Linked DNA regions of Mus musculus: all the other regions are linked to region 6. Evidence: chromatin contacts called from public Hi-C, HiChIP or PLAC-seq, capture Hi-C and promoter capture Hi-C data. All regions are on one chromosome and are shown on one strand. The core of a region is the stretch at or near the end of the contact, and the rest is flanking DNA. Distances in the headings are between cores, read along the strand shown.

Region 1 (4,253 bases), core at 745-3,244, 1.5 Mb after region 6:
AAGGCATCAATGCGACATGTCACTTATGTCATTGTGAGAATTAACTGAGAATGAAATAACTTAAACTCAAGTTTACAATCTATTTTTACAGTATGATGTGTTTAGTGGGTTAAAAGATGTCTACTTCGTAGGTCCTATTGATCATATTCCTTTTTATGACAGAAAGCTCAGAAGTGGGATTGAGGATTGGAGGTGGGGGCGCGAGCTTGGATTCTCTGAGTGGTCTCTCACTGTTAAATGCCATTGAAAGTGCTTTTTCATGTTTGTTTCTTGTGGGCAAGATCTTATCATGTATCCCAGGCAGCCTTGAGCTTTCCCAACCATCCAAATTCTAGAATAGCCTTACAGATGGTGCCACCATGACTTTCTAAATGGGAGACAGGGAGATTACAGACAGCAGTGAACTCACACTCCAGAAGCAGAGTTAGAGAAAAACGGGATGCTCACTGTCTCCTGAGACAGGAGCACCGCGAGCCCTCGGGAAGGCAAATGCTTCTTTCTTGGGCTTTTCATACACTAGACAGAGTCCTGTCTCACTCCAACCCATCTTGTTGGAATATTCTGATAGTTTAGTCCTGACTCATGCCCAGTGTTATCATACCAGTGTTAGCCTGGTTCATGTTGCTACCACACAGTGCCTGAGAGTAAGGCTAAAAACGTATTCCTCGTAGTTGTCACCCTGGCTATGGACTCTAGGATCACAATTTCAACAAGTCAAGGTCTTGTCTCTGTTTCCGAGATGTTTCTCTGAGTACTGTATCTTCCAGAGAGAGGAAAGCTCTAGCTTCGCACGGCAGAGGACAATGAGAGTAGACTTACTTCTATGAGCTTGTTTCTTCTCTTTCTTTTTTGACACGTCTCCTTATATAGATAAGGGTGGCCTGGAACTCTTGGTTCACCAGCTCTCACCTTTCTGGAGCTGAGAATGGAAGGGTTACAAGCCCCTTTTTATGAAGCCATTGATGCAGACCTTAGGGCAGAGCCCATAGGACTTGAGTGTTTCATACTCCTGATTTAGTTTCTAACTTGTGAATCTGGGATACATTATGGCAACTGAGTGGAACCCTAACGACATTAGTACTTACAGTATACTGATTCCAGCCTTAGAAGGCACCTTCAGGTCTTTCCTGTTGCCCATACTCTTCCTCCAGCAGTCCCTAAATTTAGGTTGCCTTCTCTGACTAAACCCTTGGGTTCCTCAGCAATTCTGGGTCTCCTGTCTCCTCTCATTCGTCATGGTTGGAGCATCTCTTGCTATCTACGCATTGGACTGACAGTCTTACCTCAGGAGTAATCTCTGAGAGCCTTTCCTGTTTTCATTGTTCTTATGGTGTCCTGAGAGCAAACAATAGCTCGTAGGGTTTTTTTTTGTTTTTGTTTTTTTGTTTTTTTTTTAAGTTTGTCACCTCTTTGAGGCCTTGACCTCTTTTGTCCTCATATAGTTGTTGCAAAATAGAGTTGTTACAAATGTGTGTTCTATACCATATTCAAGAGTTTATCAAGTTAGAGCCACAAAGGAGGCTAGTCACCTGCTTGTTATCTTTTCTTCTATTAGTCAATACTTCAGGGATTTCATGATGGCATTAAAGTGGGGTCCATCTTGAAGCAAAAACCAAGGTGAATCTGGCAAGAACCTGACCCAATGTGTGCATCTATGAGAGTATGTATGTCAACGTCCAGGTGTTGTGTGGTAACCACTCTTACTTGGCTCTCTCATGGACACTGACCTAGCCAGCCCTTGGCCTCAGCCCAAGCTGCAGCTTCAGCTCACCAAGTCCCCGGTCTTTTGAGACAGTGGCTTGCATTTCTCCCTTGCCCCCGGGGTATACACGACAATGGCTACTAAAGCTGGACAGCACAGTCTGAGTCACGTGTCCTGGCCCCTCAGTAGCTCCCATACTGAGGCCCTCCCTGGCTACAGGGCAGAGGCCTTTAGATCACGCGCGCCCGGGAGGCCCTGGCCGGGCCCAGCCAATGGGCTGACGGCACCCGCATGACCCGCGCCAGGAGGGCGTGGGGAAGCAGGCCAGGCGCGCACGCTGCCGGGCAGAATCACCGCCCCCACCTCTGCTCGGGACGGGAAGTGAGTCGCCGGGGTCCCCGGTGCAATCCAACCAGAGAGCAGGTCTCAAAGCCGCCTGTACCCCGGCCGAAGCATGGCGGCCGCCAAGGTAAGAACGGCGGGCCGGGGCGATCTGGAGCCCAGAGGGGTCCAGCCGGGGTAGTAGATGCGAGGTTCCACCTTGCAGCTGAGGGAGGAAGGGGCACAGGGGACTGCACTTGTGGCCGCGTGGGTACCGCGGCCCGATCGTGCTACAGAAACTTTGCCAGCCGGACACTCCCACTTGGTCTGGCCAGGAGCGGTGTCCCGCGGGACCGAGCCCTGGCCAGCAAGGAGGAGCGCGCGAATGGGGCCAGGTAGCCTGGGGCAGGGAAGAGCCCAGGGACACACAAACCCTTCTGCTACTTTGGGGTTCTCCTGCTTCTGACCCGACTGTTGTTGACCTGAGTTTCTCCTTCCAGGGGCCCCAACTGGGCCTGAAGCCTATCCTATTACATTTCAAGGGTTCCGCCCTCCCGCTGGTAGGGAAGTCACCTTGACTTCCGTTTTGGAAACTGGGAGACTTGGCCTGCGTCTGTGCGCAGCTAGCCCTGGACCCTTCCCCACCCCCACCCCCACCTCCCATCTTCCATCCTTCCCCTTTCTCTCTCCATCTGACAACACTTACAAGGCAGCCTCTGAGCCTCAGAGAGGCTTCTTTTTGAAAATGACAAAACAGATTGTGCTGGGAGCATGTCACTCCTGTGAAGTTCTACTTAAAAGGAATTCTGTGTAATGTGAATCGTTCACGAACCCAGGGAGAAGGCAGCTCTGACAGGTTGACCTTTCCTCTTTCACCGGTTCTTCAAACCTGCACACCATTTCAGCCTCTCTGGACTGCATTTCAACTTTTCTGGCAGAATACCATATTCAGTCCCAATCACTCGAGTCATTGGAATTTATTGCTTTTAATTTTAAGTTCACGAAGGCAGCCCTTTAATCAAGCCTATACAACTTCTTAGATCATTTTAAGTGCAGTGAACTTAAATATACCCAACATTTCAAACATTTGTCCTTAATCAAAACTCTGTGATAACCCTGAAGAGGAAAACATGGCCACCACATCATATTCTGATTTATTCAGGCAAACTAATCACATTTGCAATGGAAATTGTAAGCAGACAAATATATTTAAATAGTGTTCTATGACTAGTCTCTCCAGGCTCCCCAAATCCTCAGTTTTCTTGTTCCTAGACTCAGTGCCTTAAGTGGCCTTCCTTCCTCTGTAACCCTCAGGAGTGTGCACTGGGTGTATTTGCGCATGAGTCTGTGGATGGGCACTTTGATTTATTTCTGAAGCTACTTTAGTTCTTTCAAGCCAATAGCCCCTTTCTTTGCATTAACTTTGCATGATATAACGATTGGTATAAATCAGTTCTCTGGAGTAAATACCCACTCATCATTTATATACCTGTGTGGGAGTTTTGTCACTTGATTTACGTTACTTTAATTGGAGATGCAGTATTGATGGGCACTAAATTGAGACATATGCCTAGAAACAGAATAGAAGACTGGGCAGATACGAAGTAACAAGTGAAGAAGCAGGCTCAACTTTTTAGTTGCATTTTTTGTAATTGAGACACATCCTATCAGGGAGAGTTGGTTTTTATCCAAATCAGGAGGCCAAGGAAACTGAAACATTCCTGTCACCTTTACCCTTTGAAACCTGCCTTCTTTGTTATTTATTCACTGACAGTCACCTCTCTTCAGTTCGGATGGCTGACATATATAGATATAGAATACCTTCCAATAGGATATAACAAAACCAACTGTAAGTGGATGAGAAAGTCAGGATAAAGAGAAGGTAAGGAGAAGCTGGGCATTGTGGCACACAGGTTTAATCCCAGTGCATTGGAGGCAGGGGCCAGCTTGCTCTATAAAGTGAATTCCAGGATAGACACGAGCTGTTAAACTAAAAAACCCTGTCTTCAACAACAACAGCAACAACAAACAAATAACGAGAAAGTAAGATGAACTTAGATTAATAGAAACCAAACGTGTGCTTGGCACAGGTGACAGCATTGTCTAGCTGCCAAAACAAAGATAGACCAGTTGCTTGGAGAGACTTCACTTTGAACTGTTATCTGGGCAGTTACTCTCTATGTCTTTTGTCTTTTTTCTTTTTCTTTTTTTGGCTGAGTCTTACTAAGTA
Region 2 (4,310 bases), core at 1,656-4,155, 1.3 Mb before region 6:
GTAGCTAACCTGTATGCATCTGTCTGTAGCAAAAGGCTGAAATGTCCCGGGATTCAGTCACAAATGAATGCTTGGTTCTTGTGCTGTATGCAGCTGGTGCTTGATGGAACTCACAAAAAGAAGCTCTCTCTCTCTCTCTCTCTCTCTCTCTCTCTCTCTCTCTCTCTCTCTGTGTGTGTGTGTGGGGGGGGGGTTCTTCTGATCATTGCTTCAGAGTTTTAATCAAGACTCCCTACTTCTTCATTTACCTAAATCCACCCTAACATTAAGTACCCAATTCATCCTTTGGAGCCCATTTTTATGGTAAAAGTCAGCTTCCTCCTCCAGGAAAACAGCCTGGAATTTTCCTGGCAAATAGCTATGGGGTTGCAATCCCTGAAAGATCGTCTTGGGCCACAGCCACCAGTCTTTTGTTTTTGTGGTGTGTGTGGTTTCTAATCCCCGACACACAAAACAACTTTAGATTGGAGAGAAAAGAATGGACTTCTAAATCGCCTTCTCTTTTTTATTGTTCACATTTCGTATTGTTTTGAGTGAAATTGGAAAAATTGTCTCCTTTCTCTGTATTGCCAAAAGGCATTCAGGTAATGAAGTCTGTAACTAAACGGTAATTGAATCAGCATAATTTGCACACTGAATGGTTTTCAAATGCTCCCAGTTTACAATTAAAGGAGAATTAATGCGCTTGTTGTTGAGAATGCCGGCGCATTAGAATAAATCCAGCACTGTTGTTGTAATGAGTGGAAAACGGTTTAACTGCCAACAAACACATTTAAAATTTAACACAACGTATTGATTTCACTTCTGCTTTTGATAGATTATTTTCCAGACTATCGAAATACTCGCTTCAAGCAATAAACTGGACCATAGCTGAGAGCCCTGGCCTTGGGTGTGTGAGCACAGCCCAAGGACATAAGACAGTCCAGAGGTTCTAATCATAAGGTGTGCGGGAGAGGAGGGGCACGGTTGTTGTACCGATCAAGGGAATCAAAGGTGTTCCTCCCCTAAGACTTTCACTTTTTTCACTTTTCACTCCCTCCCACCTTACCCAATTTTAAAAATAAAAAATAAATTAAAAAGGCTTTGTTTTCTTTGATGGAACTTTCTGCCCTCCAACTCCGGGTCTTCAATGTCAGTGGGCTTACGGGACACAGGTGAGAGCGATAATGACCGAAGGTGGGCAATAGGAAGGACACCTTTTGCATTCGTCTGCATTCTAGCGGGGAAAGCACGGACCGGCGACAGTCTGAAAAGCTGTCTTTTGGATTGGCTGCCCTGGCTTTCACCTGTTTACCCCCAAGGTGTCCTGTGGGCGAGGACATTGATGCACAGCGCCCTCTGGCGTCTGCTTCTGCTACAGTCAGGCGATAAAGGTGCAAAGACTGGCAACGCTGAGGGTTCTTGAGATGCAGCCGGAAGCCGGAACCGGGTAAATACACGTACTCACACGCGCGCGCATATGTACCGGATTCACAGAACTCTCAGCCCCGCGATCGCAGGCGCCAGAGCTAAGACCGAAAAACACGGCCACTTGCAGGGATAGCACAGTATCCGGGCTGGTGGATTCTGAAGCTCTTGGGAATGAAAGACACTAACACCACTCTTAGTCCCATTTATCCAGCCGGTTTAGAAAACTCCAGCTGCTACCGCAGCGCCTGCGCTCCTCGCCCCTCCACAGAACACCTTGAGTTTTCGGTGCACTCCCGTGGCCCGGAATCTGCTGTGGAGTTCAGAACACTAGGCTCAACCTCGCCGGCAGAACGCGAGTGTCCCTGGCCCTCTGAGAAATCAAACGCGGAGAAAATATCACACTCTCCTAGGCTCGCGGTGATGCCCACAACTCCCTAGCCACACAGAGCGATTCTCCCCGCGTCGGTTCTAAGATTGTGTCAAGTCCAAACCTCCGAAAACTGATTCTGGAGGAACCTGGACAGGACAAGATTCTCTCCCTAGTGACAAGGCTTGCCATTCCCTAAAAAGAAACCCCTCACTGAAACTATGCTTCTGTTATTTAATGGCAACTGGACCTTGGAAGGCGAGAGAGGGTTATGTTTGCAGGTGTATCTCTGACCTAACTGCCTGGTCGTTTGCTATGTGTCTGGCGGATAAACTTACACCAGCTGCACCCCTGTAAGTCTCAGGGAGTTACCTGCACTTTCTTGATGTGCCACAAACCCAAATTGGGGGCGCTGGGGCAGTGGGGCAGTGAGTAGATTCCTGTTCGGCTCTTCAAGCCCACCTCCACCCCCTTTCATTTAAACTAGGTGGGGGAAGAAGTGCTGCTAAGAGTTTCATGATTCCCAATACCTTTCTTCTCCCCTTCCTCCCAAGGCATCCTCGCCTACTACCTCCTGGTTTCTGGACCTGTAAGGTCCTGTTAAGAATCATGATCCGGGAGACGGAAAATAGAGCAAAAAATGAGGATGAGAGCCTGAAAAACTCTCGCAGGAATCCAAACCAAAGCTTCCCAAAGTTCTTCCACTCTCTGGGAACACTCAGCTCTCACTGAACTGGCGGCCTCGCCCTCCCGCACCCCCCCCCCTCTCACCCCAGTTGCTTGGCCTCCAGGCTAGGGAGGTATCTCAAAGATGCCGGACCGGACCGATCGCCACTTACCAAGTAGACGGTGGGCTGCAGGAGGAGAAGAACGTACCAGCACGCAGCCTGCATCCTCCCTCCTCTCAAACTTCCTTGGCGGTGCCTTGGCTGAGTCTTTGTTCCTTCAAAAACATAGATCCACCTGACATCCACTTTACAGAGCAGGGAGCGCTCTCAGCAGCCTAGATACAAATGAAATTAGACATCCCATGACCACGCGGACAAGGCTGACGATCAAGCGAGGGGAAAGGGGCTCTTGGTGTGGAGTGATGGAGTCAAAAAGCTTGGAAGGGGGACGCAAAGATTGGAAAAGCGAGCCAATCCAGCTCCAGGAACAAGCGAGTGCGGTCCGCAGGCGGGCGGGCGAGCGAGCGGGCGGGCTTGAGCGGTGGCAGGGGGTTCCCAGAGCCCGGCGCGTCTCGGAAGCCAGCGCCCGAACGGCGGAGGCCAGAAGGGGTTAGGCACAGAGAGAGCAGCTCACAGGCTGGTTAGGAGGCCAACTGTCTCTGGCAGCCAGACCTGCCCTAGTGTTTGAAGGCGGGAGGCTGGGACTAAAGGCGGCGGCTGGTTCTTCGCCAGCCCTGGCAGGGTTCACACACGTACACAGCAGCAGAGAGAGATAGCAAAAGCAAGCGAGCAAGAGACTGAGAGAGGGGGGTGCGGGCAGGGCAAGGGTAGGTAGAACTGACCCGGATTAGGTACCCGTGAAATGGGGGTGGGGAGGGGGGTGCAATTTGCATATAGGAAAGCGGGGCTCAGTTTACCCATTTGAACCTCCTGAAATACAGATAGACACCCACAATCACATCCCTAGCACTACTTTTTTGAACGAAGGGGCACAGCCAGTTGCTAACTTCTACAGTAGAAACCTGTCTGGGACTCTGAGGGTCACCTATTAGACATGCCTTATGCCCAAGAAGAGTTTCACCCCGCTGTCCCTTCCTGGTGATGACCACCACCCTGCCCCAACGTGTCCCTGCCAAGAACGGTGGAGGCGACCGGTACATACCGCACAGGACTGGAGGCAAATGCAGCGAGCAAGAACCGCTCTGAACAGGCTCCATGGAGGAGCTACTACGGCCTGGAGTCTCCAGCGCCCGGGACGTGCCCTCCCCGGAGCTCCGTCTCCATGCTCGGGCGAGGACAGGTCCAGCTGCCTCGTCCAGCCTTGGCGGAGTCGTTGTCCCAGTGCCCGGGTCGCGATCCGGATTGGTCCGCGGGAGCCTAGGCTTGGCACAGTTGAATTCCCGGTGCAGGAAACTTAAGAGGCAAGAGAAGGAGGGGCAGGTAGAGAAGACGACGGAGGAAGGAAGAAAGGGAGGGAGAGAGACGAATGCGCCCGGTTGCTGCACCCGACCGACCCGGACTGCCTGTGTTGGCACTGACACCAGCAGCCTAGGACTCCCGGATTTCCGCGGTTGCCAGAGGATAGAGAATGACTTAAGGGGAGGAGACTGGGCAAGTCCTCCGGACTTGAACTTGAGCGATAAGACCCGAACCTTTCGGAAGAAAAAGAAAGCCACACAACAGGCGCGATGAGTCCCAGTTTCAGAAGGGGTGTGGTGACGAAATTTTGGAAGCTGCAAGCACAGGAAGCAGCCCCAGCTTTACCAGCAAGGCTGGAAAGCCCCAAGGCGACTAAGGATTGGTGTCGCGGGCGCTGTCCGAGGTCCTGCCCGGCCACGGGGGGACGCTCCGCAGAGCGCGGTTTC
Region 3 (4,249 bases), core at 682-3,181, 1.0 Mb before region 6:
GACAAAAAGAAAAGCCAAAGAAGGAAGAGTCTCATGGTACAGACAGACACAGGCCCATGCTCACACACCCTGACAGCCACCCAACTGTGCCAAGGGCTAATTCATGAGCCCAAAGGGCACTGCTGTCCAGAAAAAAAAATTGGGACTGACCATGTCTCAGCCAGAGGAAGCCTTTAGCTGGGCTTGGATCTGTGGTTCTGTGAACTTTATTTATTTGGTTGTTTTTGTTTGTTGTTAATCATGGTGGTAGTTTGTTTGGCTTTGGTTTTGATTATTTTTGAGACCAGATCTCTTCTCTGTAGCCTTGACTGACCTCAGTCTCTCAAGCCTCTACCTCCTGAGCTCTGGGATTATAAGCATGCCTCATCACAACAGGCTTTGAGAATTTGGATCTTGAGAGAGAAGTATGAAAAGAGACATTGGTTATCTCATTTTTTTAAATGGGTTCCAAAAACCCTTCCTCCTGCCACAGGACTTTCTGCTGCAGCGCAAGAACTGTAGTCACATGTAGGCAAGCAGCAGTGAGTTCTTTAGACTTGTGGTTCCTATCCAACTTTGTGTAGTTGTTGGAGAGATTGATACTAATAATGGGGTACAATTTGAAGAGTAGGGAGCCTGATGGGTTAGTGAAATAATTCAACCTTCAGATCACAGTGGAAAACAGTTTTATTGAGTATGCTGCATATACAGTGTGTGAAGAACTGGCTGCAGGACATGAGTTATGATCAGGGGCTACATCACTTCCCCCAGATAAACCCCCTTGTACCAGATCTGTTGCATGGTGTAAAATGGACAAGAATTCTAGTGACACTTCAGATGTGGTTATAGACACAGATGATATACGAATACACACCTGTATCCTCAGCATGTAGGAGGTAGAGGCCAAAGGATTGGGAAGTTGAGGATAGGACTAAAAATACGGTTCTGTGAGTAAAAAACAATTGCTTTGCAAGCAAAGCATGAAAATAAATTAATAAGAGGACTTCAGTTCAGATTCCAGGACTCAGAAAGCTGGGTATGGTCCATGTTACCTGTTACCCTACAGCTGGCTAGATTGGGAGAGGTGAGGAGGGAGGATTGAGAGGATTTCTGGGCCTTTCTAACCTCTAGCCTTGCTCCATATTTACTAAGAGATTTGTCTCAAGGAAGTAAGGCACAAACTGGAAGAACTTCTTCTCTGGCCTCAGTGACTAGTGCGCATACACCGTACACGGTACCAGTGATGTAGCTCAATGGTAGAGTGCTTGTGTTGCAAGCCCGCACACTTCTGTGTTTGTGGCTCTGACGATGGTGGATGTTTGGGGTCCTTTCTGGCGGTTTCATGGATGTTCGGGTTATATTGAATCAGTTTCTAGAAAAGAAAAATTGTTGCTATTATAAATAATGGCTCTGATCATTTTTGTGACTCCTTTGTTACCTCCTGAGAGTGCACTCAGTAGTACTCCTCACGGTACAAGAGTGATATCAAAAGGATTATACAGTTCCGTGACTTTTTTACATTTTTCTACCAAATCAGTCTGTAGACGGCGGCAGGCATGTGCCAAATCACTGTCTTACTAAATTGCCCCATCTGCCCTTGGCTCTAAAAATAGTTTAAGTAGAACCAATCCAGATTTGGTTCCAGCTCTGTATTTTGAAAATTTACTAACTGGTTTACCTGGGGGCCTAACACATCTTCCGTCCCCACGTCCAACACCAACTTGCTTCCTAGTGGATGAGGGATTTGAGTTGATTTACAAAGGACAGACTGTAACTCAGGCAGCAGAGATCAGAAGTCAGCAAGAGAGAGTAATAGCAGGCAGCTAGCACTGCTTTCTAGGCAGCCACAAAAGGTCCCCACCGTCTGTCTGCCTTGACAAACCCAACTCCTTCATTTCAGCTGGAGGCAGCACATTGTGGGCTCGCTTTTCAGCACAGAGGTCATTTTCTGGTTCTGATTACAGGGCACCAACTCACTGACAGATGTGTTCGAGTGAATTTGATCTCTCCTATTGTGAATGGACTTTAAGTGGTTGGGTGGGGGAGGGGGAGGGACTTACCTTGCAGCCTGCCACTTGGATTTAATTTCCTCTCATCTTTGCCCCAGAAGAAAGAGGGCCTTGTAAGTTGTCTCCCTCACTTTCTTGGTCATAGAAATCCTCACCTGTTCACCTCCTCTTTCCCTGTTTTCTCCACCAGTCTTGTCTCAAGAGGAAAATGAACTGGGAAAGTTTCTTCGATCTCAAGGCTTCCAAGACAAAACCCGAGCAGGAAAAATGATGCAAGCCACGGGCAAGGCCCTCTGCTTTTCCTCCCAGCAAAGGTGTGTGTGTGCGGCCTTCTTGGAAGCTCTGTTTTGGGAGACCCCCAGAGAATCTGGGACCCGCTTCTTCCCCATGGGGAAGTTGCGCAGTCTAGAACCCTTTAGCCTAAACCTGAGGGACTCCTCTCTCTACTTAGCTGGCCCCCACTTCCCTCGGATATAGAGAGCAGCAAGGATTTGTTTTCTTCCCTGGTATTTAATCTTGTTTGTCTTCTGCTCTGTGGGAGGCAATATGTATGCCAATCTTTGTGAGTGATTACATTTGACCTTCAAGTTCTTCATAACAATCAGGCTGATCCCCTTTCAAGCATTTGATTAAAGCAAGAATCTAATGAGACCAGCTTGAAGGGTTCCCACTCTGCTCTCTGAGGGCTAATGAATGGCCTAGAGGTAGTGATGCAGGACCACACCCCTCAGGCCCGAGGCCAGGAGCATCACTTTGGAGCCTGTTAAGAGCAGAATCTAGACCCTGCCCCCACACCCACAAACTCTACCTCTACATTTCAAATGGATCTACAGTTGATTCTGATATACAGCAAAGTTTGACAGTCTCCAGTACAGAGGAAATTGTGACAGAGCTGATGAATTTCAAAACACAACCTCAACTAATGTATCTGGCCTTTAAAACCAACCAACCAACCAAACAAACAAACAAACACCAGTTCTGAGCGTTTGTGCCACACCGCTGCTGCTAGAGAGAAGAGACTCAATCTCTCCTTCCCTATGAACAAGCCCAAGAAAATGTCTCCATTAATATCACACAGAATTATACCTAAAGAAAGCTCTGCAGGTAGTTTCCAAGATTATGTAGGTGCCGGGCAGTGGTGACGCACGCCTTTAATCCCAGCACTTGGGAGGCAGAGGCAGTTGGATTTCTGAGTTCGAAGCCAGCCTGGTCTACAGAGTGAGTTCCAGGACAGCCAGGGCTACACAGAGAAACCCTGTCTCAAAAAACAAACAAACAAACAAAACGACAAAAACAAGATTATGTTGGCTTCAGCAACTCACTTACTCCAGTTGTCTGCCTGTCTCCCCTACTGTTTACCCTACTGCTTTACCTCCCTGTGATCCAAGATCAAGCCATTGATTGGCAACTCACATGAGCGTTCCTATGGAAACCCAAGAAAGGTGGCATTAAAGGGGGGGGGCTGGCAGTGTGTACATGCGTTTCAGTGGCCCCATTCTTGGACACTCTGGTTCTTGCTATATTTGGACCCTGTCTTGTATGCAGTGGCAGCAGTCATAATTGAATATTGCCGTTGCCAGCTGTTCTCTACCACAGTTTAAGTTTTTTTAAAGTATTTTCTTAAAATCTTGAATTGTACCTTTAATGCTTAAAACAAACAAACAAACCAAAAAGAGAAAAGCTCTAAAACAAGTGCATTATAACCCCCTTGGTAGATAATTCTTTTGTGTACATAGCCTCTTTCAATATTATATGGATAATTGATTGCTGGCAAATCAGAGAATAAATGTTCTAATGTTTAGATTGTAAGTTTCACTGATTTCAGTGAGAAAACGTTTAAGTGTGCCTATGTACCAAAACTATGAAAAACAGTGTTAAAATCCAGATCACATTGAGGGTTACTATTATTAATCACATTTGCTATTCTATCTTACGACTACCCAGTTACAGTCTGTATGACTGCATACCAAAATGACCCCACAAAGGATCCATATATAGCACCTTAAGTTACTGTTCTCTTAAACCCCCTCTCTTTCTCTTCCTCAATCTCTCAGTCTCTGTCTCAATCTCTCTATCCCTCCACCTCTTCCCCCCCTCTCTCTCTTACACACACACACACACACACACACACACACACACACACACACACCAGTATAAACAATCAAGAAAACAATGCAAATGCTTGAAAGTGTCTACCATAGACTAGCAGTCAGCAGTCTCCACTGATTTAATGAGGTGCGACCAGCTCATTGGGAAGGTGG
Region 4 (4,260 bases), core at 1,681-4,180, 1.8 Mb after region 6:
CTCTGATTGCTTTGACTAAACTAAAATAATTTCCATGTTTTCAAAAGAGCTGAAATCAGGGTGCCAGCGGGTTTTCCAAAAAGCGAGCTAGCAGCGCCGCCTACTGGCTGTTTTCTAAACTAATGCAGGATTTTTAAAAAAAGATATTATTTTGTATTTATATAGCGCCGTCTTCAAGAAACTTTTAAATGCTTTACAGACTTCCTCTCTAATTAATCCCCGCAACAACCGTGTGAGGTAGGCATTACTCCCATTTACAAGAGGGACACTGAAGCACAAAGAGGTTAACGCAGGATTGAAAGCGGGGCTAAGAAGGGTTTAAGAGATAAGAGAATGAATGTCCAAGAGAAGACATATGCTAAGGAAATTACTTGTACTCACACGTTACAAGTTAAATGAGAAACTTTAGCTATTTCTAAATGTAATGTAAGTCTGTCAGAAAGATGAGAAAATGTGGTTTATAGCATGCAAATGTCTACTTTATCTTTTTAAAAAACATATAAACACTCAAATTAAAATTCTTCTTCATCAGCAACTGTACAAATAAAGACATAGTGATATTCCTGAAATTCACATAATTTAAACCAATTTCACACCCATTCCCTAGGATCTGCATACAAATCCCCAGTTTCACATCTAGAACAATAACAAGGAGCTTTTTACTGGTCCCGAAGTCCCAAAGCCCACAACCAAGGGACTTTAAATGGAAAGTATTGTATACACACACACACACACATGTATATATATATATATATATATATATATATGCATATATATGTGTGGTGTGTATGTATATATGTGTGTGTATGTATGTATATATATATAATTTATATATATATACATACATACATATATATATACATATATATACACACACACACACACACACACACATATATATATATATATATATATATATATATATATATATATAGTACTTGAGCAAGATTTTTAGTTACAACTATTCCCATCAGTGACTGCTCCCTCTTAAATAAGTATTTCAAATGTGGGGGATCAGTGTAACTCCTAAATGCTCTGTCAGGCAGGCAGAGTGCTACAGCTCCAGGCACATCCTCCCAGAGACAACAGCTCGAGGCTTTCTGGGTGCACTGACTTAAAGTAGCAAAAGCAGTTGTATACTTTCTCTTCCTGTTGGGGAGTCCAGTCCCCTGCCGCCCACCTTTCCTGTTACTGAGTGAGTGAGCTGCCAGGCACTTTATTTCCTCTGCCTGTGAGCTGCACAGGAACCCGTCCTGTGCCCTAACTGTTGTTATCATGGTGTGTATTGCTTGTATACACATTTGCACACATATATCTACCCGGCTTCGCTGTGTGCCCACCCTCCACACTCTCTCTTGCATCCCCGATTCCCCTCTTTCTCTGTGCCTCCTTAGCACGCCTCGGCAGTGCAGAGTCTTTTTATTGGCATGACACACGAAAGCTGAAGAGCTACTAAAGGAAAACTGGTCAAGGGGACTATTCTGACATTGCTGGTGTAGGAAGCTGCATACATAAATTTACAGAGTAAAAAGTAAAACCTTTAGATTTTAATTTTTTGACAAATAAGTATTCCATTCTGTGAACCCGTGACTTTCCCTTGACTGATATCTATCATAGAGCCATGGAAAGAAACCCACATTGAATATTTGATAACTTCTCTTACCTTGCTTCATACTGTTTTGTAGAGATGTATAGAAATATAACACCCTACCTGGGGTCTAGAAAATATATGTTAATAAGGAAAGTGAAGGACCAGAGAGACACATGGTCAAATACCAACATTTCCTCTACACAGGTATATGAATTTTTGCCAGCCACAGCCTTTTTCGGACTTGATGTATAGAGACCAGCTGGAGCTTCCAGAATACAGAATTTAGTGAGGGACAGCCATCACTATGTATTGGAAATTAAATGTTTATTCTCCACAGATTCCTTTGTGAATAGAGAAAATACTGCTTTCTGAATTAGGAAGTGCTCTGCTATCAAGCTAGCACTGAAGGGAGTAAATGAAGATGAGCGTTCATGTTTCCTGTCTCATTTGAGACATAGGATTGTTCTGTCCAAGGTCATGAATGGGTCTAGGGCTCTCGAGGGACACAGCAGAAAATGAGGTGCTGTGAGATTTCTCCTTTCCTCACAAATGAAAAACAAAAGTCTTTTAATCAAAAGGAAAGCAGTAAATTAAGAAGTATGTGAGTGGCTTATCTGCTCAGTCTCTACTTCAGATCCTGACTGCCAGACTGTTGCCCTCTCAGACATGTCTTCTCCAGGCAGAGGCTGCAACGCCATGTGCCACAGCTGGGCAAAGGCTACAAGGCCATGTGCCACAGTTGGGTATGGCTGGCACCCAGAGAGAGAGTACATTCGTGAGCTCCATGGAATTTAAGGAAAACATGAATTAACACAAGCGCCAATTCCTCAAAGGCAGACTTCATTCTCAAATTGCATGCCAGCGGAGCCACTAATAAATTATTAGGTATCTTCATTCTGAAATGCTTGTCCAACATTAACTAATTTGACCATATGATATTTTCAAAGGGGTAATTATCATTCTCATCTCGCAGATGGGGAAATAAATCAGAACGATCATCACATTTAAAAGGGAACATTATTTCATATTGTGACTAATATCATCTTCAGTTACTAATCTTATTAAGGGGTGAAAATGTTCTATCCACACATAGGAATGGCACAGCTGACCTAATATGGGTAAGGCATGTCCTTTGAACGTCCTATTTCAAAAATTTCCTTTTCTTAATCTGCAACCCACAAAATCATTACAAGCATCTTATGAAAACAACCAAAATAGAAAAGAATACACAAGAAGGTTGGGAAATTCTTTCTATGGAAACAGTAGGGGATGTGTAGGGATAGCAGCCAGGCCCGTCCTGCCAAGGGAAGGACTCCAGGCTTCCCAGAGCAGAGGAAATGAGCATAAGCACACGGCCATGAGAGGCAGCGAGCTTGGGTTGTTTTTCTCCGGGAGTGACAGATTAGTGCTTCTGCCTGCTGTCTAGCTCATCTGACAAATGCAAAGCAGGCTGGGGCTAACATCGAGTCACAAAGGAACCCTGATATTTCGGAGTTCTATATTGGGGCATCTAATAGACTATAGACAGAACATAATTTCAAAGCTAATCTCTATCCCAAAGATTCACAGATAATATAGAACATCTGTGTTGTGTTCAATGTTGTGAGTTACCTACACAATTTAAAGAGTGTGGTAGGGTGTACACAGGTAGCATCCAGACACTACACCATTTTTTCTGTAGGGAACTTCTGCATGCCCAGACCTAAGTGTCCAAGGGGGCGGGGTGGGGGGGAGAGCCAGTTCTGAAACCAATTTCCCAGGATACTGTGGGATATCTGTATATAGTTCTGGCCACAGAACAGGTCAAAGCTGAAAGGCTTACAAGTAGGGCACATGCACGATTCAAGTGAGGATTCGAGTTTCTCGGCTGCTGCTCCATGGATGGATATTGGTTGTGATGTGCAGGTTTTTGTTTGTTTTGAGTTTTACTTATTTCATGTATATGAGTACACTGTAGCTGTCCCTGGCACACCAGAAGAGGGCAGCAGGTCCCATTACAGATGGTTGTGAGCCACCATGTGGTTGCTGGGAATTGAACTCAGGACCTCTGGAAGAGCAGCCAGTACTCCTAACTGCGGAGCCATCTCTCTAGCCCTCATCTGATGAGTGGAGACCTTAGAACAGTTTGGATGACATCTTCACGGATTGCCCAGCCCCAGAGTCATGGGCTTTGCTACTTATCTTTCCCCTGACATGGCAGAAATGGTAGACAGAAATAATAGAAGGGATGAAAGACTCTGTATTCACGATTCACAGTGTTTCAGTCCCTTGTGACAGGAAAGCCACAGCGGAGCAGCTTGATTCCTGGCAGGAGCAGGTGGCAGGGGTTGTTCCCATCACATTGGAACAGGCAGTGGAGAGAAGAAGGAACTAGGAGCCCGGATATAGCCATCAAGGGTTCTTTGCTGGTGACACATTTCTGCCAGGGAGGCTGCACTTCCTGAAGGTTCTAAGTCCTTCCAAAGTTGCTCCGCCAGATGGAGAACAAGCTTGGCTATGAGCCTGGGTGGGGACATCTCAAATGCAGATCAGAACAAGGAGCGCCCTTGCTAGTCTCCAGAGTGCTCTCATCAGCCGTGTGTAACTAGTTGATGTGAGCTTGAAACACAAGCCGCACCTTTTCTCCTTGTTCATCTTCTTGGCCGTGTAGACCTTTTGGCACTGTGGCT
Region 5 (3,934 bases), core at 1,170-3,669, 1.1 Mb before region 6:
CAGGTAGCCCATACCACTGCCAACTTAGCCAACAGTGCCTGGAAACTGTCCTCAAGGTCAGCGGAGCAGATTTAGCCAGAAGAATAACAATCTTGCCAATGAAGCAAATTAAGAAGGCAAGTTCTTTACATGATTATCCTTCTCCTGCTTTTAAAGGTACAACTACACATTAGGTTTGTATAGAGCTGTATTGTTTATGAGTTTACAGTAGTCACATGCATTCTCAGATAAATTCCAAATGGCATTTTTGAGGTATGATTTACGCAGAGAATTCTTTCATTCTAAATATGTAAAGTATTAGTTTTCGGTAAATATATCACGTTATGCACCCATTTAAAAAAAAAGAAAAAAATAAACTTTTATTGATTCTTAGTGAGTTTCACACCATTTCTCAGTCCTTCCATGTCTATCCTCTACCCTTGCAATCTATTCAGCAAAAAATAAAATAAAATAAAATAAATCTTGTTGTGGATGTTGTGGTATGTCATACAGTATATATTTCTTTGTCCAAACAGTGTACAAGTCAGTGTTCATTGAAATGAGCCATTGGTCTGGTTTGCAGCTATTTGACTTCTGCACTACCATCAATGCTGGACCCTCACGGAGATGCCTCTCAGATATCCTGCTGTTTCCCTGGGTTATGGAGATCCTGAAGGTTCAGTACTGTAAGCCTGAATCCTCCACTCCAGCTGGTCGTAGGTGTGGTTGATGGTCGGGTGGGCCAGCTCAAAGACCAGGATCTGGGTCTGGGTGGTAGGTAGCTGAGTCGGTCAGCCTGCTAGCTCTCCTGCACCCTCACCAATAAGGCCAACTCTCCTGTGCTGCCCAGGGGAGGGGAAAGGCCAGATCCCAGCTCTCCAGATTGCTGCAGTCAGGGAAGGGCAAGGTACCCTTAAACAACATTTTAGAATAAGAACTACAATATTTTATATGTGAACATGTGGGCTTTGAAGCAATAAATAATAGCCAGTGTCTCCCAGGCATGGTTACATGAAGAAATCACTTGATTTAGGATATAGATGGATAGGCAGAACGGGAGAGAGAGAGAGAGAGAGAGAGAGAGAGAGAGAGAGAGAGAGAGAGAGAGAGAGAATAGGAGAGAATTTTACTGCCTCTATAGAGATGGAGATTTAATTGTTCTTTAGATAAACTAAATTAGTTAGTTGCTTAGTTAGATAGTAGTTATTTTGAGATAACTTCTCACCATGTAGTACAAGTTGACCTAGGACTCCTGATCCTATCTCACTCTCCTGAGTGCTGGGATTGCAAATGTGGGCCATCATGCATAGACACGTTGCAGAACTTTAAATGCGATTCTGAATGCAAACAAGTTTGTGAGATACTACATTAGCTTCAGGTCACCAAAGTGTTAATTCTGTGGAATTAGATCTCAAAGATTTCACTGTCAAGTCCATGCTTGGGGAATTATATTTGGTATAAAGCTCTAGATAACAATTACTCCAGTTAATATATGCTGAGATTTACAGGACTACGGGTTTGAAAATTCTCCATGAGAATCCTGAGATCATTGTTTGAATTTAGGAGCCGTCTCTAAAAGTTTCCAATAAACAGAGGCCCTCCAAAATATAAGTATTTTACAAGTTTTTAATTGATTTGCTGTGACAGAAGCATTTGTAAAGAATATCAGATTTTGTGGGACAAGAAAAAAGAGAGCAAGGAGCAGTTACAGGGGAGAGCAGGGTAGCAGGGGGTCTGCAAGAGGAATGGGGGGAAAGGGAAATCCACCCAAATACTCATTGTTCAACAAGGCCCTCATGATATCTAATGCCTTCCATGCTCCTTTTAAAAGTAGTGTTAGGACAGAATCAGACCATATGAACACTGGAGTATAACAGTCTGGAATGAAACACTGTGAAGAATTAGTGCAGATGTTACCAAAACAAAGGAAAGGGAATTCACTTGATAACCTGCCTTCAAAGAGTGTTGCTAAATCTAAAACTTCCGTCATTAATTGACAGCAGACTTTTGAGCCAAACATTTGTTAAATGCCAGAATCCAAAGCACTGTGGTGGATATGTTAGTGAACACAAGGTAGATTATAGAATCCTTGGCCTAAATGACTGAAGTGTATATATAAATTTCTTTATTGAAATTTGGGAAGCACTGGAGTAAAGTTTGGCTTAATGTCTCTTTGTTCTTTTTTTTTTTTTTTAATTTTGAAAGTTTTCATTTAGTATAGCTTTGGTAAACATTCTGAGAACTCCAGTAAGTATCTGGGAGAAGCATAGAAGCTGCAGAAATATGGTATTAAGGAGTCGGGTAGAAGTTTCTGGCAGTCGCTAGAAGTTGGAGGACATTTGCAGGAAAGGGTGGCCTTGGCAATTAGAGATGTCAGTCAGTCTGTGTGGATGAGTCAAGAGGGAGGAGGGTGACTGTGGAGGACAGTGAGCAAGAGGGGGCAAGCAGAAAGCAGTGTTGCAAGGCTCATAAAGCAGCTAAGGGGACTGATAAAGGTTTGGAATGTCTTGATTAGGTCGTTGGTTTTGATGTAAGCTATGGAAAACTTTAAAAGTGGGACAGAAGCCAATCAAAATACTATGTAATTAACTTCATTCTTGAATAACTCCAAGACATTGCTCTGTCTTCCACATACCCTGCCCCCCATCCCACCATGACTCATCAGAATATGACTCAAAATACATAATTTGGATGGAAAAAAGGCTTTAAATTCTAGATAAGAAACAGTGGAGAGGGAAAGAAACTGAAAAAATGGAAGGGAAATGCACAGAAGAGCTGAGCAACATAAACACAATTGTAGTTTCTTAGAATGAGTTATTACAGAACTTATTCCAAGGACTAGAGCGCTTTGGTTTGCTTTGTTATGAGACAGGGTCACATGTACCCAGGCTAGCCTTAAACTCTCTATGTAGTCAAAGATAACCTTGAATTCTTAACTCACCTGCCTACACTTCTCCAGTGATTGCCGGCATGCGCCACCATGTCCAGTTTATGCAGTACCAGAGATTGACCCAGGCCTTATGCATGCTTCTGACTGAGACTGTAAGTGTTAAAATGAAACTTACTCTGCACTGGGACAATAGGAAAGGTATAATGATGGCCAGATTCCACCCATCAGAGGCTCTGATATATGAAAGTATAAATTCATTTGAAAGAAGGGAATTTAAACTGACTTTGCCTCTTGAAGACAGCTGATGAGGGAAGCAGTTCCCTTGGGTCAGTACTCACAGGTTAGGCTCTATCTGAAGTTGGCAGAAGTTCGAAGTGTTGCCCATGTAGTAAAAATTTTGCACCCATGAACAATGAAAGATTCAATAGATTGTGGAGTCTTGGACCATGGTCCGAGAGAGCTTATGAGGCCAGTAACTGTGTATCAGGGTCTGAGTCCCTATGAGGAGGCCAGGAGATGCCACTGAACGAAGTTCTACAGATGAAATTTAAGTGCAGAGACTTGAGTGTGCTAGAGACAATATATGATCATGAACTATCCTGAAGAAAGCTGTGTGCATTGAGTGGTACCTGATCAATAGAGAAGTTATGTTTGCTACAGGCAGCAGAACTGCCTATGCTCTTTGTAGGCCAAATGACACCATCATGAACCTCAAAGGCCACACATAGAGTTGTAATATTTGGTATTTGCCCTGCTGTGCTTAGTCTTACTTTTGTCTGATAAATATTTGCTATGATCTCATCCTTCTCTTTCAGAATGGTAATGTTTATTCGGTAGCATCATATATTGGAAGTATGCAATCTGTTATTGATTTTATAGATAATCACAGTTAAGAAACTGCCTATAGTCTCAGCTAAGACTTGTCCTTCAGGTTTTTAAATAGTGTTGCAATTGTTAAGTGCTATAGGACTTTTGATGTTAGATTCAACATATCTTGAATTATGAGTTAGCCTCTCTGGGGTGAGGGGTTGGAAGTGTATAGTTAAAAGTAATGTGTTTCAGTTT
Region 6 (4,111 bases), core at 690-3,189:
TTACAGGAAACTATAGAGTTCCACAAAACAATTATCCGTACCACCTAGATTAATAGTTCAGCTTTTGTTTTATAAAGGTCAGACAAATTCTCGAGTGACAGAGCATTACAGCTAGAGTTGACTTCCTTGAATAGGGAAGTGTCCTTCTCACTGTATAGCTTGCCAACTGGCATAGATGAAACTGGATGAGAAGCAGGAACGACACACAGGAAGACGAGAAGTTCCATGTCCAACTGTGTTTCAGTGTCGAAGAAAAGGGCTTATAGATATCAGATCAAATGTCAGAAGAGGCAGAATCAAAGGCTCTATCTTTAGCTGCTGTGTCCTAGTAGCTTGCTAATGCAGAAGGCAATCAGGGTCTTCTGAGAAACTATTAGTGGCCTGCAGATCCCTGAGTTCCAGGAAAAGGGGTCTCCATTCTGTGTTCCTGACCTAGGTGAATTTCTGACCTAGGTAAGTCCACCTAGCTTGGGACTGCAACATTTTGAGTGAAGAAGGTGGGCAAGCTGATAAATTAACTCACTGTTGTTCCAAAGGGCTGGGTGGGGACGTCCTATGCTATTCTTCAAGAGCTAACCTTAGAAATGTAAATGGGTCAAAAACAAAACAATGTACCTTTGTTTCAAGATACTATTAAACTCAAAGAAGCCCTTTGCAGCCACAAAGAGTTTAAAGGTAACAAAGGCTAGCTATCCCTATGTGATTATATGCTTAAGATAAGTTAAAAAGTTAGAAGATGGGTTCACCCTCCAACAACTATTGAGAAGAAAAGATTTAATTTGTATTTAAAGGAGCTTAAAGGACTTTTTAAAAATTTGATATTCTCAAGGTCAAACAAGTGCAGTACATCCCTTGTGGAACAACAAGATCAGAGGCTTTCTAAGTGCTGCCTAAAATCTGATCTTAGTTTATTTCACAGCACAGTTTCATTGTTTCTCAATCTACTGGGTGCTGATGTTTAGTAACTATAAATTCATTAAAGAATGCAGTAAAATTGTGTATGTGTGTGTTTTAAATCATGGTGTATTTTCCCTATCCGAGGGAATACTAAGAGCATACTACCAATCTTTTAGTCAAGCTGAGGAAGGTCTTTTTTTTTTTTTTTTTTTTTGAGGTACTGAAAAAGAATCTTTATATATAGGTGTGCGTGTGTCCGTGCATGCATGTGTGTGTGTGTGTGTGTGTCCCTGTGTCCTCAAACTCCCTACTTAAGAGGATGACCTTGACTCTTGATCTTCCTGCTTCCATCTCCACAGTGCTGTGCAGGTTTGGACCGCTGCCTACAGCTCTCTGAAAGAGGATTGGTCCGCTGTCTACAGCTCTCTGGAAGAGGATTGGTCTGCTGTCTACAGCTCTCTGGAAGAGGATTTGTCCGTATGTTCAAGGTCCACTGATCTATTTGAACTTAATGTTATCAACTTGATGGAGACTTTGTGAAGAAGTTAACCTTGGCACAACAGTTTCTTAGGACAAACATTTCTTTTTATTGTACAATGAATTTGTAGGCACTATTGGTTCAAGAGTGCTTTTAATCTCTGCAGGGAGATTACCTGGGGTTCTTCTTAGCTGCTCAGTAGTAGTAGTTATTTGTGTGTGTGTGTGTCTGTGTGTGGTGTCCTTCTAGGTATTCCTATGTTACTTATGTATCCACATCTATATATCAGACACTCTGTTAGGAAGTACTGAAGACTACAATTAAGGAGTAGGAGATCTATTGCTGATGGGACACTGGACCTGGCGGCCCGACCTCTGGGCTTATCCTGCCTGCAGTGTCACAGCACCTTAAGGAACAGAAGCAGAACACCTCCTGGCTCTCGGCCCCAGGATGCACGTTTGCCTTGGCCTCCGCCCCGCCTGGCGTCGCTCGTCAGCACTGCGGGCCACGCCCCTGCGCACGGGTTGGGTCCCAGCCACATGATGAAACTTCCCGCACGCGTTACAGAAGCCCGGCGACTCTAAGGTGGGAAGCGGCCTCCAACCGGTCTTGTCACTGCGCTGCCTCTGCTCCACCTTCTCTGGCCCTGGCCGCTAGTGCTCAGGTAAGCGGGAGCCGGGTGCTCAGCGCGGAGCGCTCTGCTCGCCTGGGAGGCCGGAGGATGTGCTGTCCGCGCGGGCACATGTCCCGGGAGTTCGGATGCGGAGCGCTCGGGTCCGGCGCCAGACCGATGCTGCGGTGCAGCGCGAGGCAGGGCGGGGCGGGCGCGGGGCGATTGTTGCGCACCTAGGACGGAGCTGCCAGGAAAGCTTTCATGTGAGCGAAGTGCAGCGCGGAGGCAGGGCCGCTCCAGACAGAAGGCGAAGGTGGCCTTCATTTAGACACCATAAATATTTTTTTTTACTGTATGACGTCTAGATCTGGGAAATTTCAGCCATCCGAAGGTTTTGCCTGGGACTAGGTGGACGCTTGCACAAGACCAGCTGTAATTGGGAGCCCCAGGCTAGTGTAGGGGTCTCGCTCTCCAGCAGGACAGAGGCTCTACCAAGCTCTAGAGCGAGTGTCTCTGGGTCTGTCTGGATCCGGATTTCTGAGCACTCACTCACCTCGCTGCTCAGGCCCTTCCTCCACTCCAGTTCCATACTCGCAGCCACGCCGGGAAAAATCTGTTTAAGGAGACAGGCAACCAAGTACGGGAAAAGGCAAAGGAATTGGCGTGCTTTTTTTTTTTTTTTTTTTTTTTTCTTAATTATGGATAGCTATTTCACAGGTCTAGTTTCAGATAAGATAACTTTTAAAATACACGGGCGAGTTTGATTTTTCGTTGCCTGTGGCCTACGGGTTTTAACAGCTAACTCTTCGTTGATTGATGTCAGTACTATAATATTCATTTGAAGTAAGACTTGCACAAGGCCACGGGTTGATTATTGAGGTCTTAAGGTGATCCAGTGGAGTTTAGAACTATCAGTTCAGTGTACGAAAGCGGCGCTGTCCAGCGGGGAGCCTGTGCTCTTTCATAGACTGACCCCTAGAAATGCTGGCTAGTCTGAACTGAGATGTGGTAAGAGTGTAATGTGTCGATTTCGATGATTATGAAAACCGAACGCTTGATGTTTTGATGTTTGATTGCAGCCTCTAACCACTAAAGTATCCCTCCAGCCCGGTTTTAATAATTTAGGAAAAGTAGTGTAAATATAATTAATTTTGATTATATTGTATTGGTTGTCGTATTTAGGGTGTGTCATGTTAAGGTATGTTTAAAATTAGTTTTAATGTTTTCTCTTGTCTTCTTAATGAGCTTTATTAGTATATTAAAATTTCACATATGGCTCACTGGCCAGTACTGCTGCAGAAGTTAACCAGGAAAGGAGGAAATTTACAGACAACAGTGAGGAAAATATGGTACAAGAGGGCCTCTGAGTCCGATTACAAAGGAGTTTGAATTTCCTTACTCCTGCTGAAGGAAAGAATTTTAAACTTTTCTTTACACTTCAATGTAGTGCCTGGCATATGTTTTGCATACCAGACAGTTCATTAAAGAGCCTTAAGACCTAGGTAAATGGTTCTCGGTGATCATAATTGATTTTCAGAGCGCTTTGTTAGCCCACTTCCCTTTCCCTTTTATTAGACATAGATTCTTTTCTCATATAATACTATCTGAACAGTTTCCCACCTCTCTACTTATAGTGTCTCCCCACCTCTCCCCTCTGAATTCACCCCTTTTCTGCCTCTCATTAGAAAAGGATAGGCTTCTAAGAGGCAAGCAACAAAATAGAATAAAATACAGTAAGGTGAGATAAAAGGGAAACCATCATATTGAGGTTGGACAACAGAAACCAACAGAAAGATAAAAAGATCCCGAAGAGAAGGCGCAGGAATCAGAGACCCGGATTCACAGTTCAGTCAGGAGTCCCATAAACGCACTCAACTGAAAGTTAGAATACTGTGAGTTCTCAGCCTTCCCGATGCTGCCGCCCTTTAATACAGAACACTGAAGTGAACCCCAGCCATAACATCATGTTCCTAGCTACTTCATCACGGCAGCTTTGCTACTGTTTTGAGTCATATTGTAAATATGTAAATATGTTTTCTGTTGGTCTTAGGCAACCACGGAAAGGGCCCTTTGACCCCAGGGTTGAGAACCGCTGCTATAGTACACATGCAGAGGACCTAGTG
Region 7 (4,276 bases), core at 649-3,148, 1.1 Mb before region 6:
AACAGATCACCTAGAAACTAATGGAAGTGTTGTAAAAAGAGAGAAATTTTTACTTTTTTATATTGATTTCTGTTATGTGGATGTTTTGCTTGCATGTATGTTTGTGTACTCTGGTGCCCATGCAGGTCAAAAGAAGGTGTTGGATCCCCTGGAACTAGAGCTATGGATGGCTACAAGCCCCCATGTGGGCACTGGGAATTGAAACCAGGTCCTCTGGAAGAGTAGCCAGTGATCTTAACTTGTGAGCCATCTCTCCAGTCCAGGAGGAGAGAATTTTTTTAGTGGAAAGGTAAAAGTACCCTGGGGTGATGTAGGATGAGCAGAACTATTTTCTTCCTCAAATCCTATCCTAAGCACTAGAACAAGGCTGGAGGTGAAGAAAAGTCACTTAAAGCTATGCATGGGAGGACATCCTATCATCTAACCATTCAGCATCCATCCCAGGCAGGAGGATCTCTGGTTCCAGTCCAACTTGGGCTACACAACTAGAACATGCCTCAAAAAAACAAATTAAATAAATGAATAAGACATCACTTAAGGTGTGCTCTTAAAGTCTCTGGGAGCTAGGGGGATTCTGTTCACACTGGCCAGACCCTGCTTTCATCCTGTGGGTTCTTCGATGGCAGGTACTGTCTTTGAAGGCTAAACTCAGCCTCTGTGACTGACAGGCTCTCAGACTTCTGGCCAAGGTGTCTGCCTTAGCCCTTAAATGGTTCTGTAAATCTACTTCTTTGTTCTTTCCAGAGCTTAGGTCCCAGTGAACTATGCTTCTAGGGGACACTTTCAACACATCAGACACTGGCTTTCTTATAAAAAAAAAAAAATGCATTTGCCTCAAAACCAATCTTTGATAAGTGAGTGGAATTCTTATATTTTCATGTAATTAATAAATTGCGACTGGTATGAAGACTGGTATGAGTCAAGGGAAATTTGGCCCTTCAGCGTACCTCTGATGTTAGAAGAAATTAGCATTTCTTTCTATGTTTGGACACTTTTCTTACTTTGCTTTCCTAGGGACCAAGCCCAGGGCTTTGTGCATGCTAGGTAAGTGTTCAGCCACTGAGTTATCCCTAACCATGCTTTAAACCCCACTCTCTCCTCAGGTTAAATCTTGGTTCAGACAACCCTAGGTTCAACCCTGGTTCTTCACTACTGAGCCATGCCAAGGCTATCAGATCCACCAGTCTTCCGTAGGGAACTCTGAGCTACGGTATCTTCACCCTTAAAACGGGGATAATTTTAACCACCATATTGGGCCATCAAAAAATTCAGTGTGAAGGACACAGTATTGGTTTGGCACCCAGGAAACAACCCTTTTATGTTAGCTGTGGATTTCTGGCTTGTTTGCATTATTACTAAGTAATTTTTCTTTCCACCTACTAGCTGTTCCTAGCAGTGATCATTCAACAAACTTCTCTATGACATCGAAGGAGGGGTGAGCCCAGTATCTCTATCAGTATAGACAGCATTGGGAACCATTATTTGATATCCCTCTCCTGTGATATGCAAGGTACTCCAGAAACTGAGGTTTGTGTTTTGTGACAAAGGATAAGAAGAGATGAAACACTGTCTAAAGTAAGTATAGGTGACTGATATGGCATATGGATATTAAAAAAAAGTGTGTAAATACATACCCAGCTGTTTTCTTAACACTGCCTTTTTAGCCTTTAAGCCCAAATTTGGACTCCAGATGCAAACCTACTTGTTTTGGCACTGACCTCACGAAATCTCCTGTCCATTCAAGTAACCAAACTCTATAAAGTAGCACGCACCCTTTACACAAACCGAGGAAGGAACTCTGAGGTGTTCTAGGCGTCAGCCACCTGTAGACAGGTCATTGTGACGCGAACGCTATGGACACGTGGAACACCTGCTAGGGAGCAGGGGCGGGGTCATCTCTGGCAGCAGGTCCAAACGCCAGATACCCTAGACATGGGGGTCACGGGAAAACCCCAGGGAGTAGAGAGAGGGACACTCGGTCCTCTCATCCTTGATCCGCCCCAAACCAGGTGAGACCACCGCCCTCCCCCACCAGGATCCCTGGGTCCTGCAGAGAGTGGCCGCTGTCCCCGCAGGAAGGGAGGCGGCGGGTTCTGGCGGAGGGGAGGGCGCCGGCTCGGGCCGCCGCGCTGCGCTGCGGCGCGCACCGGCTCCGCGTTGCTATTCCGGCTGGCGGCGGCCGCTGCAGGAAGGACCGCTTCCTGCGCTCCCCGCCCCTTCCCTCGCCAGTGCTGACGCTGACGTCGGCGCAGGGAGCTGGAGGGACGCTAGGATCTCCGCCGGGAGGCTCCTGGGGGCCGGAGCACCAAGGTACCTGCCCTCCAGGGCCGGGGCGGGGGCGGGCCGGGCGGGCTGCATGCTGCAGTGGGAGACGCCCGGGTGGCCGGGTGGTCGGGGGCGCCAAGCCAAGGCCGCCTCTACTGCCCTTTGCGGGCTACGGGTTCCAGGCGGGTCACCTCATCCACACACCCACCCCCCCATCGGGTGCGGGAGGAGCATCATCCTCTTCCCTCCCGCAGATCCTCCCTCGGGCCTGGATGTGTGGAGGATGCGCGCGCCCTAGGAGCGTGCGTCAGCCCCCAGGGAGCGGGAGGGAAACCAGAGAGCACCTGCGCCCATACCCAAGCCGGTGCTGGCCTACCCTTCCCTTCCTCCCAGGTCCCCTCTGGACTGGGATTTTCGTCTAGAGCTGACTTGTTGACAAGTTCACCTGCAGCGGTATCTGACGTTTACTTTTGCCGTTCCTCCTATGCTAGTCTTTGGCAGGGACTGCTAAGAGCCGATGGGTACCTTTTTTGTAATGACTGGTGCCAGGAGGCCTGTGGTTGGCCCCTGCGGGCTAGGAAGAGTCACTGAGCACGCCACGTTCTTGCAAACCCTGGCACGCGGGGTTTCTTTGGGTGCTGCGCTGCTGACTCCGCCTTTCCTGGCCCAGGCTTGATGCAGCTCCTGTTTCCTCTGAAAGTAATATCCTGTTATGCCAGTCTTTCTCCCAAGCGGCTCCCCCGTTAACCTTCACACTATCTTTTGACTTGTAGGGTTCCAAAGCCTCTGAACCACTCTTTGGAGCCTTTAACGTGCCATATCCGTGAATAACGTTTGGGGTCTTTTGGTGGGCATTAAGGTCTAGAAATGAGACTATATTCTCCATTTTTAGATAGCATTGAATCTAGCACAAGAAGGGTTTATCCATCAACCTGAGCAGCTGCTAACTAAACATTCCATGGACCTGGAAAAGACATCACCAGCTGGTTTGAAAATGGTTATGAATGGAGGAAGACACATGGAGTATTTGCTGACCATTATGGTTCTTTAAGCGATAACTTACTGCATGTGTGAGTGTTTATATCGGCAGTCTCTCAGATTGGCTCCCATGATCCTCTGGTTTAAATCTGACATCTTGACCGCTCAGAAGTTAGGGAATAAAATAGGACACGATTATGAAATTCACACTCCAAAATGTTTCTTACCCTTTGTTCAACACACACATACACACCACACACACACACACATACACACACCACCATACACACACACACCACACACACACACACACACACACACACACACACATGTCTGCTGTGCATGATGTGTGAACACTTGCATGCCCCACATGTGAAGGTCAGAGAATAATAATTCTGTGGCTTTGGTTGCCTCCTCTACCTCTACATAGGTTCCTGGTGTTCAGTTCAGGTTGCCAACTTTGTACCCTAAACACCTTTGCCTGCCCCGCCATCTCCCTGCCCACTCTGAATTGTTTCTGATCCTTTTTAGGTCTCAGCTTTTATTTGTATGTATTTATTTATTTTTATTAATCATTTTATTCCTTTACATTTCAAATGATATCCCCCTTCCCGGTTACCCCTCCACAAGCCCCCCATCCCCCCTCTTCCCCCTCACCTTCGCCTCTATGAAGGTTCTCCTCCATCCACTCCCCCACTCCCACCTCACTGCTCTAGCATCCCCCTACACTGGGGCATCAAGCCTCCACAGGACCAAGGGCCTCCTTTCCCATTGATAAGTCCCAAAGGCCATCCTCTGTTATATGTGTTTCTGGAGCCATGGCTCCCTCTATGTGTACTCTTTGGTTGGTGGTGTAGTCCCTGGGAGCTCTGGGTGGTTCAGGTAGTTGATATTGTTCTTCCTATGGAGTTGCAATCCCCTTCAGCTCCTTCAGTTCTTCCTCTAGCTCTTCCATTGGGGTCCCCAGGCTCAGCCTGATGGTTGGCTGTGAGTATCTGCATCTGCATTGGTCAGGTGCTGGTCGAGCCTCTCA

Evidence for each region. Promoter capture Hi-C pulls out the DNA fragments that hold promoters and counts their contacts. Hi-C and Micro-C count contacts between places; a contact is called where the count stands out from the background. HiChIP or PLAC-seq counts read pairs in DNA pulled down with a chosen protein or histone mark. Capture Hi-C pulls out chosen DNA fragments and counts their contacts.
Region 1: a contact with region 6 is called in a capture Hi-C map of embryonic stem cells, with 3 times the contacts expected there. The contact joins the promoter of Slc25a13 here to the promoter of Asns in region 6. A contact is called at or near these places in 1 of 39 promoter capture datasets (embryonic stem cells), 2 of 484 Hi-C or Micro-C datasets (both in embryonic stem cells), 5 of 115 datasets of contacts at active chromatin or transcription factors (all in embryonic stem cells) and 3 of 9 other capture datasets (adipose tissue, embryonic stem cells and liver).
Region 2: a contact with region 6 is called in an H3K27ac HiChIP or PLAC-seq map of embryonic stem cells, with 4 times the contacts expected there. The contact joins the promoter of Nxph1 here to the promoter of Asns in region 6. A contact is called at or near these places in 1 of 484 Hi-C or Micro-C datasets (embryonic stem cells), 2 of 115 datasets of contacts at active chromatin or transcription factors (both in embryonic stem cells) and 1 of 9 other capture datasets (adipose tissue).
Region 3: a contact with region 6 is called in a Hi-C map of the N1E-115 cell line, with 5 times the contacts expected there. The contact joins the enhancer-like site here to the promoter of Asns in region 6. A contact is called at or near these places in 9 of 39 promoter capture datasets (the 3T3-L1 cell line, 3T3-L1-derived adipocytes, frontonasal cranial neural crest and 4 more), 1 of 15 datasets of contacts at CTCF or cohesin (large pre-B cells), 3 of 484 Hi-C or Micro-C datasets (the G1E-ER4 cell line and the N1E-115 cell line), 10 of 115 datasets of contacts at active chromatin or transcription factors (the NIH/3T3 cell line, embryonic forebrain, embryonic limb bud and 6 more) and 4 of 9 other capture datasets (adipose tissue, embryonic stem cells, liver and 1 more).
Region 4: a contact with region 6 is called in a promoter capture Hi-C map of hippocampal neurons, with 4 times the contacts expected there. The contact joins the enhancer-like site here to the promoter of Asns in region 6. A contact is called at or near these places in 5 of 39 promoter capture datasets (the 3T3-L1 cell line, the C10 cell line, hippocampal neurons and 1 more) and 1 of 9 other capture datasets (adipose tissue).
Region 5: a FOXA1 HiChIP or PLAC-seq map of pancreatic cancer cells shows a contact between it and region 6. The contact joins the enhancer-like site here to the promoter of Asns in region 6. A contact is called at or near these places in 9 of 39 promoter capture datasets (the 3T3-L1 cell line, frontonasal cranial neural crest, hippocampal neurons and 4 more), 1 of 484 Hi-C or Micro-C datasets (the G1E-ER4 cell line) and 1 of 115 datasets of contacts at active chromatin or transcription factors (pancreatic cancer cells).
Region 7: a contact with region 6 is called in a FOXA1 HiChIP or PLAC-seq map of pancreatic cancer cells. The contact joins the promoter of Ica1 here to the promoter of Asns in region 6. A contact is called at or near these places in 8 of 39 promoter capture datasets (the 3T3-L1 cell line, cranial neural crest, embryonic stem cells and 4 more), 1 of 484 Hi-C or Micro-C datasets (the N1E-115 cell line), 8 of 115 datasets of contacts at active chromatin or transcription factors (embryonic forebrain, embryonic stem cells, epiblast stem cells and 5 more) and 3 of 9 other capture datasets (embryonic stem cells, liver and macrophages).

What each region holds. Positions count from the first base shown.
Region 1 is chr6:6,214,914-6,219,166 of GRCm38.p6, reverse strand. It overlaps Slc25a13 (solute carrier family 25 (mitochondrial carrier, adenine nucleotide translocator), member 13), which reads left to right and starts at 1,994. Exons shown (of 18, transcript NM_001177572.1): 1 at 1,994-2,171. The coding sequence starts at 2,157.
Region 2 is chr6:8,948,614-8,952,923 of GRCm38.p6, reverse strand. Nxph1 (neurexophilin 1) reads right to left here and starts at 2,905. Exons shown (of 2, transcript NM_008751.5): 1 at 2,617-2,905. The coding sequence starts at 2,670.
Region 3 is chr6:8,740,308-8,744,556 of GRCm38.p6, reverse strand. Ica1 (islet cell autoantigen 1) reads left to right here. Exons shown (of 14, transcript NM_010492.3): 5 at 2,179-2,302. Among named protein-coding and RNA genes, the nearest start is that of Ica1, 36 kb to the left of the region's middle. Within about 2 kb of position 1,931, at least 26 of the 459 cell types and tissues checked have an H3K27ac peak or open chromatin away from gene starts, as enhancers often do. A contact at or near this core is called in the N1E-115 cell line and embryonic limb bud, where this site is marked.
Region 4 is chr6:5,854,406-5,858,665 of GRCm38.p6, reverse strand. All of the region lies in intron 6 of Dync1i1 (dynein cytoplasmic 1 intermediate chain 1), which reads right to left. Among named protein-coding and RNA genes, the nearest start is that of Gm34527, 37 kb to the right of the region's middle. Within about 2 kb of position 2,930, at least 4 of the 459 cell types and tissues checked have an H3K27ac peak or open chromatin away from gene starts, as enhancers often do. A contact at or near this core is called in hippocampal neurons, where this site is marked.
Region 5 is chr6:8,801,451-8,805,384 of GRCm38.p6, reverse strand. No RefSeq gene overlaps it. Among named protein-coding and RNA genes, the nearest start is that of Gm38765, 2.8 kb to the left of the region's middle. Within about 2 kb of position 2,419, at least 18 of the 459 cell types and tissues checked have an H3K27ac peak or open chromatin away from gene starts, as enhancers often do. A contact at or near this core is called in pancreatic cancer cells, where this site is marked.
Region 6 is chr6:7,691,037-7,695,147 of GRCm38.p6, reverse strand. It overlaps Asns (asparagine synthetase), which reads left to right and starts at 1,939. Exons shown (of 12, transcript NM_012055.4): 1 at 1,939-2,039.
Region 7 is chr6:8,776,106-8,780,381 of GRCm38.p6, reverse strand. It overlaps Ica1 (islet cell autoantigen 1), which reads left to right and starts at 1,898. Exons shown (of 14, transcript NM_010492.3): 1 at 1,898-2,310.